2 separate regions of the Cricetulus griseus genome follow, and region 2 is linked to region 1. A link is a contact called in public Hi-C data. All regions are on one chromosome and are shown on one strand. The core of a region is the stretch at or near the end of the contact, and the rest is flanking DNA. Distances in the headings are between cores, read along the strand shown. Region 1 holds the start of Ddx23 (probable ATP-dependent RNA helicase DDX23). Region 2 holds the start of Ddn (dendrin).

Evidence for each region. A called contact is a pair of places that touch in the nucleus more often than the background predicts.
Region 2: a contact with region 1 is called in a Hi-C map of the CHO-K1 cell line, with 3 times the contacts expected there. The contact joins the promoter of Ddn here to the promoter of Ddx23 in region 1. A contact is called at or near these places in 2 of 8 Hi-C or Micro-C datasets (both in the CHO-K1 cell line).

The regions. Positions count from the first base shown.
Region 1 is chr2:395,147,175-395,153,738 of CriGri-PICRH-1.0, forward strand. It overlaps Ddx23 (probable ATP-dependent RNA helicase DDX23), which reads right to left and starts at 1,762. Exons shown (of 17, transcript XM_027396463.2): 1 at 1,610-1,762.
Region 2 is chr2:395,274,873-395,281,893 of CriGri-PICRH-1.0, forward strand. It overlaps Ddn (dendrin), which reads right to left and starts at 5,554. Exons shown (of 1, transcript XM_035438821.1): 1 at 3,127-5,554. The coding sequence starts at 5,554. The coding sequence ends at 3,416.

The sequences.
Region 1 (6,564 bases), core at 512-3,011:
GGGGGTAGGGGTGTAAACTATAACAATGCAGAAGCAAAACACATTTCAAAGAGAGAATAGTCAACACAGAACCATTGAAGATTTGGGAGGGGAGGAGATGACTAGTGGCCTTCACAAAAGCTGTTTGAATGGCAGGAAAGGGGAAGAATACAAACTTGGATGGAGTGGGTCTGGAAGAGAACTGAAACTGACAATAAAAGCAAAATAAACTGTTAGGGTCCAGGGCAAAAGCACCTGAATTTCAACTTAATCTCACTGAGAACATTAAAAGAGCTTTTTTCCCCCCCCCCCATTAAAAGAGCTCTAAGTGCCGGGTGTTGGTGGCGCTCGCCTTTAATCCCAGCACTCGGGAGGCAGAGGCAGAGGCAGGCAGATCTCTGTGAGTTCGAGGCCAGCCTAGTCTTCAGAGCGAGTGCCAGGATAGGCTCCAAAGCTACACAGAGAAACCCTGTCCCGAGAGAGAAAAAAAAAAATTCCTGTGGTGACTTACAAGAAAGTGTGTGTGTGTGTGTGTGTGTGTGTGTGTGTGTGTGTGTGTGTGTGTGTGTGTGTGGTTTTTCCAGACAGGGTTTCTCTGTGCAGCGCTGGCTGTCCTGGAACTCATTCTATAGACCAGACTGGCCTCAGAGAGATCCACCTGCCTCTACCTCCCTGCTGGAATTAAACGTGTGCACCATCACCACCTGCCTGAAAACATTGCTTTTATTCTCTGTCTATTGATATCTAACTACAATATATATATATACATATATATGTATATAAATATATAAACTAGGAGAAATGCTAAGTAGTCTACGACTGAAATCTTAGCATTAGGAAGGTGAAGGTAGGACTAAGTTCAAAGTCAGGACAGACTAAGCTGCATACTGAGTTCAAGGCCAGCTTGACCTACAAGAGACCCTGTCTGCAAAACCAAAAATGCAAATATAGGCAATGATTATAGAAGACCCTGGCTGTGCTTCCCAGTTCTGCTGTAGGGCAAAGGCGAATTATTTTCATTTAACTGTTGCTACTATATGTAAGACTCGGTCCTAGGCCCTGTGGTAGTTACAAAATGAAATTCTGCCCACAGGAAGCAGAAGGCATGAGACACGCCAAGGTAAAGACTAATCAGATAAGTATTGCGAGAATCCAAAGTAGCAGTTTCTTTCCATTCGTAAGAGAGGATATGGAAGGATCCACGGAAGAAGTGTATCCTGAGCATTTGAAGATGAGGGTGAGGGTTAGAACTAATTTCCGGCAAAAGCAGTAATACTGGCGACGCCGTAGCGGGAAAGCACAGACTGGTTTCTGGAAGTACATCAGAGGTCCAGTCTGGTTGAAGTAAAGGATCAGGAATAAAGTCAGACTGAGGTATAGCAAGCGCGATGTCCATGGGCCAAAATCTTGGCTCATAACATCGTCCTGGAGGTGGCCTGTGCCCCAGACAGCCAACACTGCTCCTGGGGCCCGCGCCCCTTCGCTCCTGACCGCCAGAGCTTCCCGGGCTCGTGCCCCTTCCCTGAGGCGTTCTTCCCCGTCTGGACCAAGAAGCGGAAGCCAGGGCTATCTCCCCGCTCTCGCCCACTTTCCAAACTCATAGGAATCACCTCCGCCGCCCAACACTCACCACCCCGCGTCTGAACCGCCTAACGCGGCCTCAACGTCGCCGAGCAGTCGCCATCTTTCGCGTTTCCTGATCGCGGAGGAGCACCCTGGCCGCGCGGGTAGCCGGGAAGGCGAGTTCCTGGGCCCGCACCGCGCGAGCTGACGAACGGGCTCCAAAAACTACCAATCCCAGAATGCACGCGAGAGGGCCCCGAGCCACAAGGTCTTCTGGGTAGTGTGGTCCGCGAAGGTTCGGTTTCTGTGGGAGAAAGAATTTTCCAAGTGTTGTCTTCCCAGCCTGCAAGGTTCTCTTGTGGCTCAGGCTCTCTGGAATCTTCTAGTAGACACTGGAGTTAATCGCAGTCATAGCTGGCAGCGAGGGAATTTTTGCGGCAACAAGTAATTTACTGTTTTTTAAAAAATGTTTTTATAAAAATCGCGAGAGAGATTATTGCCTCCCTTTTACAGCTGGATGAACTAAAAGTTAGTTAACTGGAGCAGCCTATGAAGGTAGTACAGTTTTCATGGTAGAACTACCCCAATCGTAGGAAGGTATTTTAACAATCTTGAGCCCCAGCCCCAGTAGGGTGAATTCCTTAATGCTCCAAGCCCCCCCCCCCAATAAATAATAAACCGACATTCCAAAGACTTCCCAGGAAGGACTTTCTCCTAAACTCTTACTGCTGACTCAACATCCCAGATGGGACCCACGAAAATTATTTTCTTCAGGATCATTTGGGCTGTTTGGGCCACTTGTTATTGTTGGTTTCTTCCTTCAGGTTCTCCCTCCATCGGTCCACTGAATTTTTCTTCTAATCACATACCCACTTTCTTCCTTTTTGGTTCAAACTGCACCATCAGCACCCGCCAAAACAAAATGAAAGTTGTACCTGCTAAGATGGCTGAGAGAAACTGGGGTACCCAGCACTTCCTTAAACAACATTTCCCCATCAACTTTGCTTTAATCCCACAGAGTTGTTGGCCTGGTTTGCCTTTTTATTTGTTTATTTTATTTTTATTTAATGTGCATTGGTGTTTTGCCTGCATGAATGTCTGTGTGAGGGTGTCAGATCCCCTGGAACTGGAGTTACAAACAGTTGTAAGCTGCCATGTGGGTGCAGGGAATTGAACCTGGATCCTCTGGAAGAGAACCCAGTGGTCCTATGGCTGAGTCATTTATTTCTCCAGCCTCCAGTCTCTTTTTTTTTTTTTCACTCTATATATTCTTTCTGTTCTCAAACAGGGTCTCTGAATATATCCCAATCCAAAATCTCAGCTTCACAGACAGTGCTCTGTGTAGTTTAGGAGACTTTAGGAGAGCTCTAGTAACCTTATACATTGCAACTTCTAGCACAGGGAGGGCTCAGTCAGTCTGAGATCTATTGGGAATAATGAACACTAGAGGGCTCTCCACTCACAGACTGAAACCCTAATGCAAAAAAAAAAAAAAAAAAAAAAAAAAAAAAAAAAAAAAAAAAAACCCTACAGACCAAAGGTGGCTGGGAGTTTTAGAACCCTTCAGCTGTTGACAGTCTTCCTAATGCCAATCCCTTCCAGCTCTGGCTAGACACTTAGGCTGCTTGTCTTACTCAGTTGTCATATCAGTATGACATGGGCATCCTTTGGTTTTACTGATAAGGAGTGTGGCCTAATACCTATGCCTTCCAAGCCCACAAAGTTAAAATATGGAGATCTGATTTCCTCAGGTTTGTTTGATTTGAGAGTTCCTATCATTCCCTATTTTCAGAATACTATAATAATAATGATGATCTCTTTAGATTTGTTTAATTTTATGTGTATGGATTTGTTTGTTGTTTTTATTTATTTTTTGTTTTGTTTGGTGTGTGTGTGTGTGTGTGTGTGTGTGTGTGTGTGTGTGTGTGTACACCACGTTATACCTGGGACATAAGGAAGCCAAAAGAGGGTGTCAGACCTCTGGGACTGGAGTCACAGATGGTTATGGTTATAAGCTGCCATGTGGGTGCTGGGAATCAAACCCAGGTCCACTAGAAGAACAGCCAGTGCTCTTAACTGCTGAACCATCTCTTCAAGCCCTAAATGAACAATTTTTAAAGAGTAAATTGAGACTCAGAAAGATGAAAAGACTCATCAGTGACAATTCCCTAGTACTCTGTACTCTCTTGACACATGCAAGGAAGACACTGACCTTCAAGACACTTGTTGACTTTGCTCTTCTAGCTCTCTCGAAAACATTTATTCTTGTGATTAAGGACATAAAGACTAATGCGGGAATGTTTGTATTGGGTGTGTGTGCAATGAGTGTTCATGTGTGTGGGCACAGGCTTACCACTGTGGGAGGTCACATGACAATCTGTAGTCTCAGTCCCTACCTGTCACCTTCTTTCTACCTCCCATCTTGCTGAGGAGCCCTGGGATTTATAGACATTCGGCATATACAGCTTCATATGGGTTCAAGGATTTGAACCCATGAGTACCACTCATGTTTGCCACTCTCCAGCCCCCAGATTATATTTGGTAAGTATCAAAGCTAGTCTCCTATTTAGCCACATGGCTAATAATAAGGGGTATGTGCAATATGGTTAATAGTGAGATTTGGTTTGAATGCTAACTAAGTATGCTATTCTGCTTGTTATATAGTATACACATTAAATGCATATTATATAACATGCATATCATTAAAACATAATTACATAATATATTATATATACTGTATAATATGCATATTGTTGTATATTATATAGGCTTTTCTATTTCCTCACTTATAAAACAGAAATAAGAATATTCCTTGTCTTACAAGATGGGCTAGCAAGGCAGTTAAAAGTGCATATTCTGCCAGGCATGATGATGCGTGCCTGTAATACCAGCACTTGTGAGGTGGAGGTACAAGTATCAGGGGTTTAAGGTCACTCTTAGCTACTAAGTAAGTTCAAGGCCAACATAAACTATATAAGACCCCTGGTGGTGGTGGTGGTGGTGGTGGTGCACACCTTTAATCCCAGCACTTAGGAGACAGAGACAGACGGATCTCCCAGTTCCAGGCCAGCCTGGTCTACAGAATGAGTTCCAGGACAGCATGGGCTACACAGAGAAATTCTGTCTCAAAAAACTAAAAACAAAGCAAACGACCCAGATTGAACTCTTGCCCTCCTCACAAAATAAGTAAATAAATAAGCATATTATGTTGCCAGATACATGACAAGTGCCAACTGCTCAGGAGGCTGAGTTGAAAGGATCATGTAAGCCCAGAGTGTGAGTCCATTCCAGGCAATTCAACAGAGCACTACCTCAGAGAGAGCTCTAGAGAGCAAGACTAAAAGCGAGAAGCTGGGAAAGAGGAGAAAGGACAGATGGAAAGAGAAGCAAAAGAAAACATGTTTCAGTGCACATTTAAATGCCAGGCTTGGTAGGCAGACATTGTGGCACAGCCCTGCAATCCCTGCAATCCCAGCAATCCCAGCACTTGAGAGGTAGAGGCAGAAGGATCAGCTCAAGGTCATCTCCTGATATGTAGCAAGTTTGAAACTATCCTGGGTCTCAGCAGTGGGGCATGCTGGTGCATACCTTCGATATCAGCCCTCAGGAGGCAGATCTTTGTGACTTCCAAGTCACCTGTGGTTATACAGTGAAACCCTGTCTCAAAAAAATGTTCTAGAGCCAGACTTCCTGAATTTATATCTATGTTTGTTTTTGTTTGGTTTTTGAGACAGAGTTTCTCTGTGTCTCCCTGGCTGTTCTGGAATTTACTCTGTAGACCAGGCTGGCCTGGAACTGGGAGATCCGTCTGTCTCTGTCTCCTAAGTGCTGGGATTAAAGGTGTGCACCATCACGGCCCAGCTGTATCCATGTTTTAATACTCCACATGCATGGTTTGGGTATATGAATCTCTCTGGACCTCCTTGCCTGTATAATGAAATAGGTAATAACTGAAAAGCTTATCACAGAATATAAAGTGCTCTGACACATAGCAAGCATATAACAAATATTAACTAGTTTTGTTTTATGAGGTTAAATTTGATTATTTAAAGCAGATGCATAGGATGGGGCTGGAGAGGTGGCTCAGCAATTAATAGCATCTTTCAGAGGACCTGACTTCAACTCCTGCCACCCACATCATACATAGGGCAGCTCATAATTAACTTTTAACTCCAGCTCCAGAGGGTCTGATGCCTCTGGTCTCTAAGGGCACCTGCATTCACACATGAACACACCTATACACAGACACACATACACACATGAATGAAAATAAAAAGATCCAGGTGGGGTGGCACACACCTATAATCCCAGCATTTGGGAGGCAGAGGCAGGTAGATCTCTTATGAGTTCGAGGCCAGCCTGGTCTACAAAGCAAGTTCCAAGACAGCCAAAGCTGTTACACAGAGAAACCCTGTCTCAAAAAGAGAGATAGAGAGAGAGAGAGAGAAAGAGAGAGAGAGAAGAAAGAGAAAGAAAAAGAAAAGTATTTTTTTTCAAAAGCAGAGGCATAGTAACTTCTTTTAGAGACAAGGTTTTCCTACACCATACCCCACTGTCCTAGAATTCACAATTCTCCTGCCTCAGCCCCTCAAATACTGGGATTCCAAGTACGCACCATAGTCATAGCAACTTTTTTTAAAAAAGATTTTTAAATTTTATGCATATAGGTATTTTGTCTGTATCGCATGCATGCAGTATCCATGGAGGCCAGAAGAGGGCATAAAATCCTCTGGAACTGCATTTACAAACAGTTGCCAGTCACTGTGTGGGTGCTGGGAACAGAACTGGGTCCTCTGTAAGAATAAGAAGTGTTTTTAAACCTTGGGCTATCTTCCCCGTCCCCATAATAACTTTTAATTTCTATTACTATTCTATGAACCTTGGAAAAGAGCTATAAGAGATGTTAAAACTCCTGAGCTACCATCAATGAACACTAGAATTGGAAAATCAATAACAAAGAGCACCTCTCCTTGAACACAGGAAATGGTAACCCCAGGAGCTTTCAATGGGCTTTGAACTAGC
Region 2 (7,021 bases), core at 4,304-6,803, 130 kb after region 1:
CACTGATCACTGTGGCATCGCAGTTACAGCCTGTGTCTCCGTTTCCTTGTCCATTTGTAGCCAACCTCAGGACAACCTCAGAGTTCTCCCAAGTCTGAAAAGGACAGAGTTCCTGGCTCCCCTAATACCTTATCAAGTATGACAGAACTGTGAGGCAGAAAATGCTTCCAGGAAGAACTTGGCTGTTGGGGAGTCATAGGGTCCCCTGTTTGAGGTCCCCTATTAACCTAAGATCTGCCACCACCCCCCATCAAGCAGTCCTCCTGCACCTGTTGTCTTTTCTCCTGGTCAGGGAGGCAGTTCCAGGGAGGGGGGTGGTTGTGGCCTTCTTCTTCAGGAGGCTGGGTGGCTGGCAGACACAGCTAGATTTAGAAGTCATTTTCACAGCAGGGAGTCTCTAACCTGCCACCCACAGGGCCCCTTGGGGACAGCCTAAGATACTATTTACCAGGGTCTGGCCCTGAAACCTGCAGTCATCCCTCTTTCTCCTTCTCTCCCAGAACTTTGGCAGCTGGCTCTGACTTCATCCTTGGCAAGCTCTGGAAGAAGGCATGTGTTGCCCCATACCCTAAATGCCCAAATGTTCCCTGCACGAAAGGGGTGGTTGTTATCTAACCTAGGATTTGTCTTTTTCAATGCCAGGAACCAAACTCAGAACTTTGTATGTTCTAGGCCAGCATACTACCTCTGAGCCGCCCTCCAACCTTCCTCTCCCAGGGATGGATTGTGCTCCCTGGCCCCTTCTTTTTTGGATTCAGATCTTACTGGTCTGGGTTGGGCTGTTCTGGGCTGGAATTCACTATGTAAACCAGGCTGGGCTCAAACTTTTAACCATCTTCCTGCCTCTGCCTCCAGTTTACAGGAAAGTCCCACCATGCCAGGTGTCTTTCTCTTTCTTTTTAAAATATATGTTTATTTTTGCCTGGATGGCCTGGAACTCTGTAGACCATGCTGGCCTTGAATACCCAGAGATCCACCGGCCTCTGCCACCTGAGTGCTGGGATTAAAGGCGTGTGCCACCAGCTGTGTTCCTTTCTAATTTGTATATAACTGTCACCTCCTCTATGGACATTCCCTGGATCTCATAAAATTAGGGTCTCCCTTGATTGACTCCCTCTGGAACTTAACATAAGAGCCCAGTACTTCTTACTTTTATCACTTTGTCAGGTAGTCCTTGTCCTTTCTACCCTTGAGCTCAACCCAGGGACTCGTTCTTAGGGAGTGCTCAGTAAATCTGGGCTAGACTTGGCAGCAGCTAGAACTGCAGTAGAAAGTGGTAAGACCTTTAGTACCTTTGATCTTTGCCCAAGGTGACCTGGACTCCTTGGCCTCCTCCACCAAGAGCAACAGGAAATGTGTAGGTTACAGACAGGGGGGCAGGTGGATATTCCTGGGGAGCACTGACCAGTGAAAGCCGCGCCCCTAGACTTGGGAAACCCGAATGGGAGACCCTATTCCGCTGTGGACTGGGAGTCTTGCCACCCCCACCCCCTCTGCGTCCTGTCTCTGAGTCTCCCTGGGTGTGACGTCAATCTAGCTAATTGGAGACTAAAAACCTAAGTGGTTTGAGAGCAGTCTAAAGAGTTGCGGGATTCAGGATTGGCGGGATTCAATGGGAGTAGGGACAGAGGCGGGGCCAAGGGACGGGTTCGACCTGGCGACCGAGTCTGGGCGAAGCCCCCGCTTCTGCCCAGCCGGAGGCTAAATTTACCTAGGCTGACTCAGCCCTTGCCCGGAATGGGGGGCGGAGGGAGTGCACAGGGCAGAGGGAATAGTGGGCAGGGGTGGGGCGGGGGGCAAGGAAGGGAGAGTCGCAGCCAGGGAGACAGGCTGGGCCAGAAGTTTCCACCGGAGAGGAGTGCCCCCCCACCCCCGCCACAGCTAGCGGGAAGAAGTCGAGAAGCCCCAAGGGAGGGACAGGTGGGGCTGGGTCAGTAAGAGAGAGACTCCAGAGTTGCATAAAGGGAAGAGTAGTTTTATTGGGCGCCTACTATGTGCCAGGCACTGTACAAGGCGCCTTATATACATTACCGCATTAAATCCTCACAACAACCCTGCGAGGTAGGTGTTTATAAACCCCCATTTGACAGATGAGGAAACTGAGGCTCAGGGAGGTGAAGCGATTTGGCCAAAGGTCACATGGCTAGTAAATGGCAGACACAGAGGAAGTGCCCAGGGTTGGAAAGAAAAAAAAAGAAAAAAAAAGACTTAAACATCAGTCTTAAGCCTGTTGGCGTGGGATCAATACAAAGAAGGGCTCGGCGCGCCCCAGAGATCTGGGAGACCGGAGGCCTGCTCCCGGCCCCGCGCGCGGCTTGCGGCTTGGAGGTGTCAAGGCGGGAAACCGGCGCCCGGTAACTGGGGATCCAGATAACTGGCAGTGCTGGTGTAGGGGCACTCGAGCACCAGCAACCGGGGGAATCCGCGACCTGCGCGCGCCCCGTAGTGGCTCCAGCGAGTATCACACCCCACACCGACTGCTGAAGATCAGCCTTCCTCCTTGCCTGGCTTTTCTAGAAGAGATGCAGAAATTGTCAGGGTCCTATCAGGTGGGCGATACCGCCTGTGTGGGAAATCCCGGCAACACTTCAGAGCATCACTGAGGACACGGAGATTAGGAAAAGGGGAAGGCCTAAAAATGTCCCAAGCTGATTCATTGGCTACTTTCCTTCTCCAACTTGGCCCACCACAGGCCAGACGCAGTGGTAGGGCCATCATCCTGCTCTTCCTTGGGAAGCACTCACCTAAACTTCGGAGGTTGGGATAGAAGCCCTTTGTCCATTTAAATTTGAAAACCTTGACAGTCTTCTGAACTGAGGAAGAGTGAAGTGGATAAGAGCCCTCAAATCCTATTCATTTATTCCCAAAATTCCAGGGAAGGAAGAATGGGTGGCAGAAATCGCTCATTTTACATTTGCAGGAATCCGGGATGCTCGGGTCCAAACGGTGCAAACGTAGTTAGTCTAAGGTCCACCAGCAAGTCAGTGGCAGAGTAGGAACTGAAACTTGAGCCCTCTTTCCAGTTTGCTGGTTGTATATTGTATATGCATCCATTCCTTCTCTGCCAAAAGCCGCCCCCCCCCCCGTCACCTGATCACTCAGTCACTAGGTTCAAGGCCTCTCCATTACTTTTTTTCTCCTACCAGGGACCCTGACCTATGACTGCCTCTGCTCAGTTCTTCGAAGTGCTGAATGAAGCAGAGGTTGAATCCTACTCTCATCTCCCCTGAAGCTAATTCTTGGATTGGCGAGTGCTGCCTGGCCTCTCTTTCCTCTCCTTTCCTCTGTTTCAAGTGTGGGAACAGGTGTAGGTGGGGAAAGAAGAAAAGGGAAGCAAACGAAGCCTGTAGAGAGTAAAGGAGAAAGGTGAGCCCAAGGGTGGGCTGAGCCACATGAGAACAAAAAGGGGCATCGCTCACTCTCTCTCTCTTTTCCCCTGTGGTGTTTTCCTGATGTCCTCTCCGAAGAGGCCTTCTTCCTCAGTTTGACTAATGACATCTAGAACCTCCCGGATACTGTCACTCGGCTTGGCTGTCTTCCCGCCTTCCCTGGGCCGGGTGTTTCCAACCGCAGGCAGGGTCGTCTCATTCCGCCAGGAGGCGCCTGGGGCGTCTGTGTCGCTTCCATCAGAGGAGCCACTATGGACGCTCAGCTCCTCAGCTTCATCTGAGTCCGAATCCGGGGCAGTGTGGCGGCGGATACGGGACACGGCTTCCCGCAATGCCCCGGCGTAGGGTCCTGGAGTCCGCGCCCAGCCCCCGCCCGCGCGCCGCAGGACCCCAGCCGCTTCTGAGCCCTTCAAGCTGCCCGCGCATCCCGGAGCCGCTGGGCCTAAGGTTGGGTGCTCAGGGCTACCTGGCTGCGTGTGGACGACGTCTCGTAGGGTCACTTCGCCGACAGGGAACCCTAAAATGCGGGAGGTGCGGTCCTCCCGTGTAGAATCCCCCTGCTCTCCTCTCTCGGCTTCGCACTCGCTCCCCCCACCCGCCTGGTTGGAGATGCCACTGCTCAATGGTAGCTTTTGACAAGCTGAGGGATTGGCAGTGACCCCCTCACCCTCCTCCTGGCAGGGCTTGGGTTGCCTGGGGCTGTCGCTCACAATGCTTGGCTCCCTAGAGGGCAAGCGCTGCACCTGCTGGGTTCGAGGGGTCGGAACATACTGGGACTTTATCACCACGCACGTGGCATCAATGACAAAGATGCCGTCTCTACGAGAGGGGCCTCGGGAACTGCGGGGCAGGGTGTGGGCGCGGCGGGTCGCCTTCCAAACTTCCAGGGTCTCATGTTCTGTCCCCTCTCTTTGACCAAGGGATTCTCTCCACCCGGTGCCTCCAGGAGCCCAGGGTCTGGGGAGAGTCTGGCTATGCCTAACTGGAGGCTTCTTAGGGGAGGAAAGCCAACACTTAGGAAGCCAAATATGTTCACTTCCTTCTTTCCCTTCCCTGGAGCCCTTGAGGTGCTGCCTGGACCTAGGAGCAGGACATGGTGGGCTGTGGATCGTAGACCCAGCGGGAGCTGCCTCCGTGTCTGGACTGCCAGTCGCTTTGGCTTGGGGATGGCTGTAACCACCACTGTTCAGGCCAGCAGCAGCTAGGCCCGAGCTTTTCTCTATCGCCCCTTTGCAGGACTCTGACCCGGCTCTGGCCGCTGCACAGCCTGGAGCTCCTCCTAAGAGTCCCCGACCCTGTCTGAGACCCCAAGCCCCTAGAACATCCCGGTAGATTCGAGGATCCAGCCTCTTCTTCGTACGCCCTCCCTCTGTCCTGGCGGTGGCTGGAACTGGGGCTGACGAGGTGGACGCCCGGGAGAGCTCGGGGCCTCGCTTAGTCCCCAGGGTCCTGTGAGGGCCTTCATAAGAAGGTGGAGCCACATAGGGTGGCGGCCGGTCCCAGCGGCGTCTTGGGGCTGAGCCTGCAGCGCCTCTCAGCATCAGGTGAGCCTCGTAGCTAGGGGGCCCTGGTCTCCTACCTCCCCAGGGCCCCGCCCATGCCACCCCTGGGTCACTCTGCGGGAGCGCGGATGGACGGGGCACTCGCCCCACCTGTCCGAAGCGCTCTGGTCTGGAGAAAACTGGGAACCCTGTTGGTTGGGCCGCCCGAAGGGCGTTCCGGGGCTCTGGGCGGGGCTGACCTAGGGGACTCCGTCGGGCCCCGCCAGCCCTGCGCCTTTTTCTCTCGGTCTCCTTGGCCTCCCGCTCCTGCGACGCCGCCTTCCTTTTCTCCTGTTCCCGGGCTCGGACCTCGGCGAGGGGCCCCGCCCGCCAGTTGGTCGCCTCCTGCAGCACCCTGGTGGCCCAGGGTCGGCGGGGTGGCGGCTCAGGGGATCCCGGGCGCAGCCTACACCTGGGACAATGAGCAGGAACCCAGGTGAGCAGTTTGTGGGGAAAGGGAGCCGAGGTCCGGGGAGCTGGGAGTACTGGAGACCACTTGGGGCAGCCGTGTGGGAGGGTACGCGTGAGTGTGTGTGCCAGTGCACGTGCATACATGTTGGGGCTGAAGTCGAAATGAGACTCCTCGCCATTTCTCCATGCACACTTTACCAGCGACTGCCCCATCTCACCTCCTGCCCCTTTTCACTACCTCTTCTGTCCCCCTACACAGTCAGGCCCTAGTCCTGGACCAGTGGGGGGAGGAAGGCGCGGGAAAGAGAAGGGGCCAGCAGTAAACGCTGGTGCCAGCAGGGAGGTCTGGACCCCACTTCCCGCCCCACCACTTGCTGCCCCTCACCCCCTCCTTCACTCACGTGCGGCTCTGGGGCCCACGGGCCCAGTAGCTGGCCTGGATGTCCATGGACTGTCGAGAAGGGGCGCGACGACTATAATGACAGGAAATAGTCTTCACTTCAATCACCAACAGCTTGGACTTCTGCACCCAGAGGCACCTGCCCGACTCCTCATCCTGGAGCTCCCGGGGGCTGTCGGGCCCCTCGGAGAATAACGGGCCATCCAGCATCCTGCCCCACCCCACCCCCGGCCCCACCCTCCCACCCCGCCCCGTGAGCCCCTCCCCAACCCAGGGAGCCGGCGCCCACTGCAGAGCGGCAGGCCCAGGGACTGGCAACTATATATACCCGGGCACACGTGTGTGCCTGCCTGTATGTGTGTGTGTGTGTGTGTGTATGTATGTGTGTGTGCGCGCGCGTGTGCGCGCGCGCGCGCATGTGACACGCTGCCGTGGACGGCTCCGCGCTGCTACCTCCCCCATGTACACGGCCGCCCCCTGGGGCCTGGGATTGGACGCCCCTTCCCACTCACTGTTCAGGTCCCCCAAGCCTAATGGGACCCGCGAAATGGACGGGGGGGGGTGGGGTGGGGGGAAGACTTCTGATTCTTACCAAGCTTACTGTAGTGCCCCCTCCTCCAGCCCCGACTTCTGCTCCATGCCCGAAGTTTTAACCCTTTGCTTTCCTGCTTGTCAGGTTGCCTGACCACCAGTGAGTGATCTATCCCTGCCTGCCTGCCTGCCTGCCTGGACTCCTTTCTCCGACAGGGAGTGGTGAGAATAGAACTCAAGGTCTCTGCCTGCCACTCTCTGCTGGTTTCCATGGGGTTGGGGTGCAAGAGAGGCTGGCCCACAGCTGGGGGGGCGGGCTATTTTTAGCGTCAGTGGCATTCGGGTGCGGATGAGATGAGTAACCAGTTCAAGCAGTGGAGAGGCGGTCGGTCGCTTTCAGGAAGCTTTTGTGCGACTCTGGGGGACAGCTGCTCCCCAGCGCCGCCCCCCAGCAAGGTGGATCCTGTACCCTTTACTCCTCATCTTTTTCTCTGCTGATTGTAAGGCAGAACTAAGTCTGTCCTGGTCATCTAAGCAGCAGGACAACTCACACTCTAGATATGGATGCCCTTGGGCATGCTGGCTTCCCTAACCCAGAAGCCAGGATTCTAGGATTACACAGTTCTGTGCCCACACAGCTCTACCAAGCCTTATGTGGGGTGCAGATAGAGTGCTTATATACACTTGTGCCCTAACAGAGGGGGATGGAGGAAGAATGGTGTGCTCTTGTGGTACAGCTAAATCCCCTA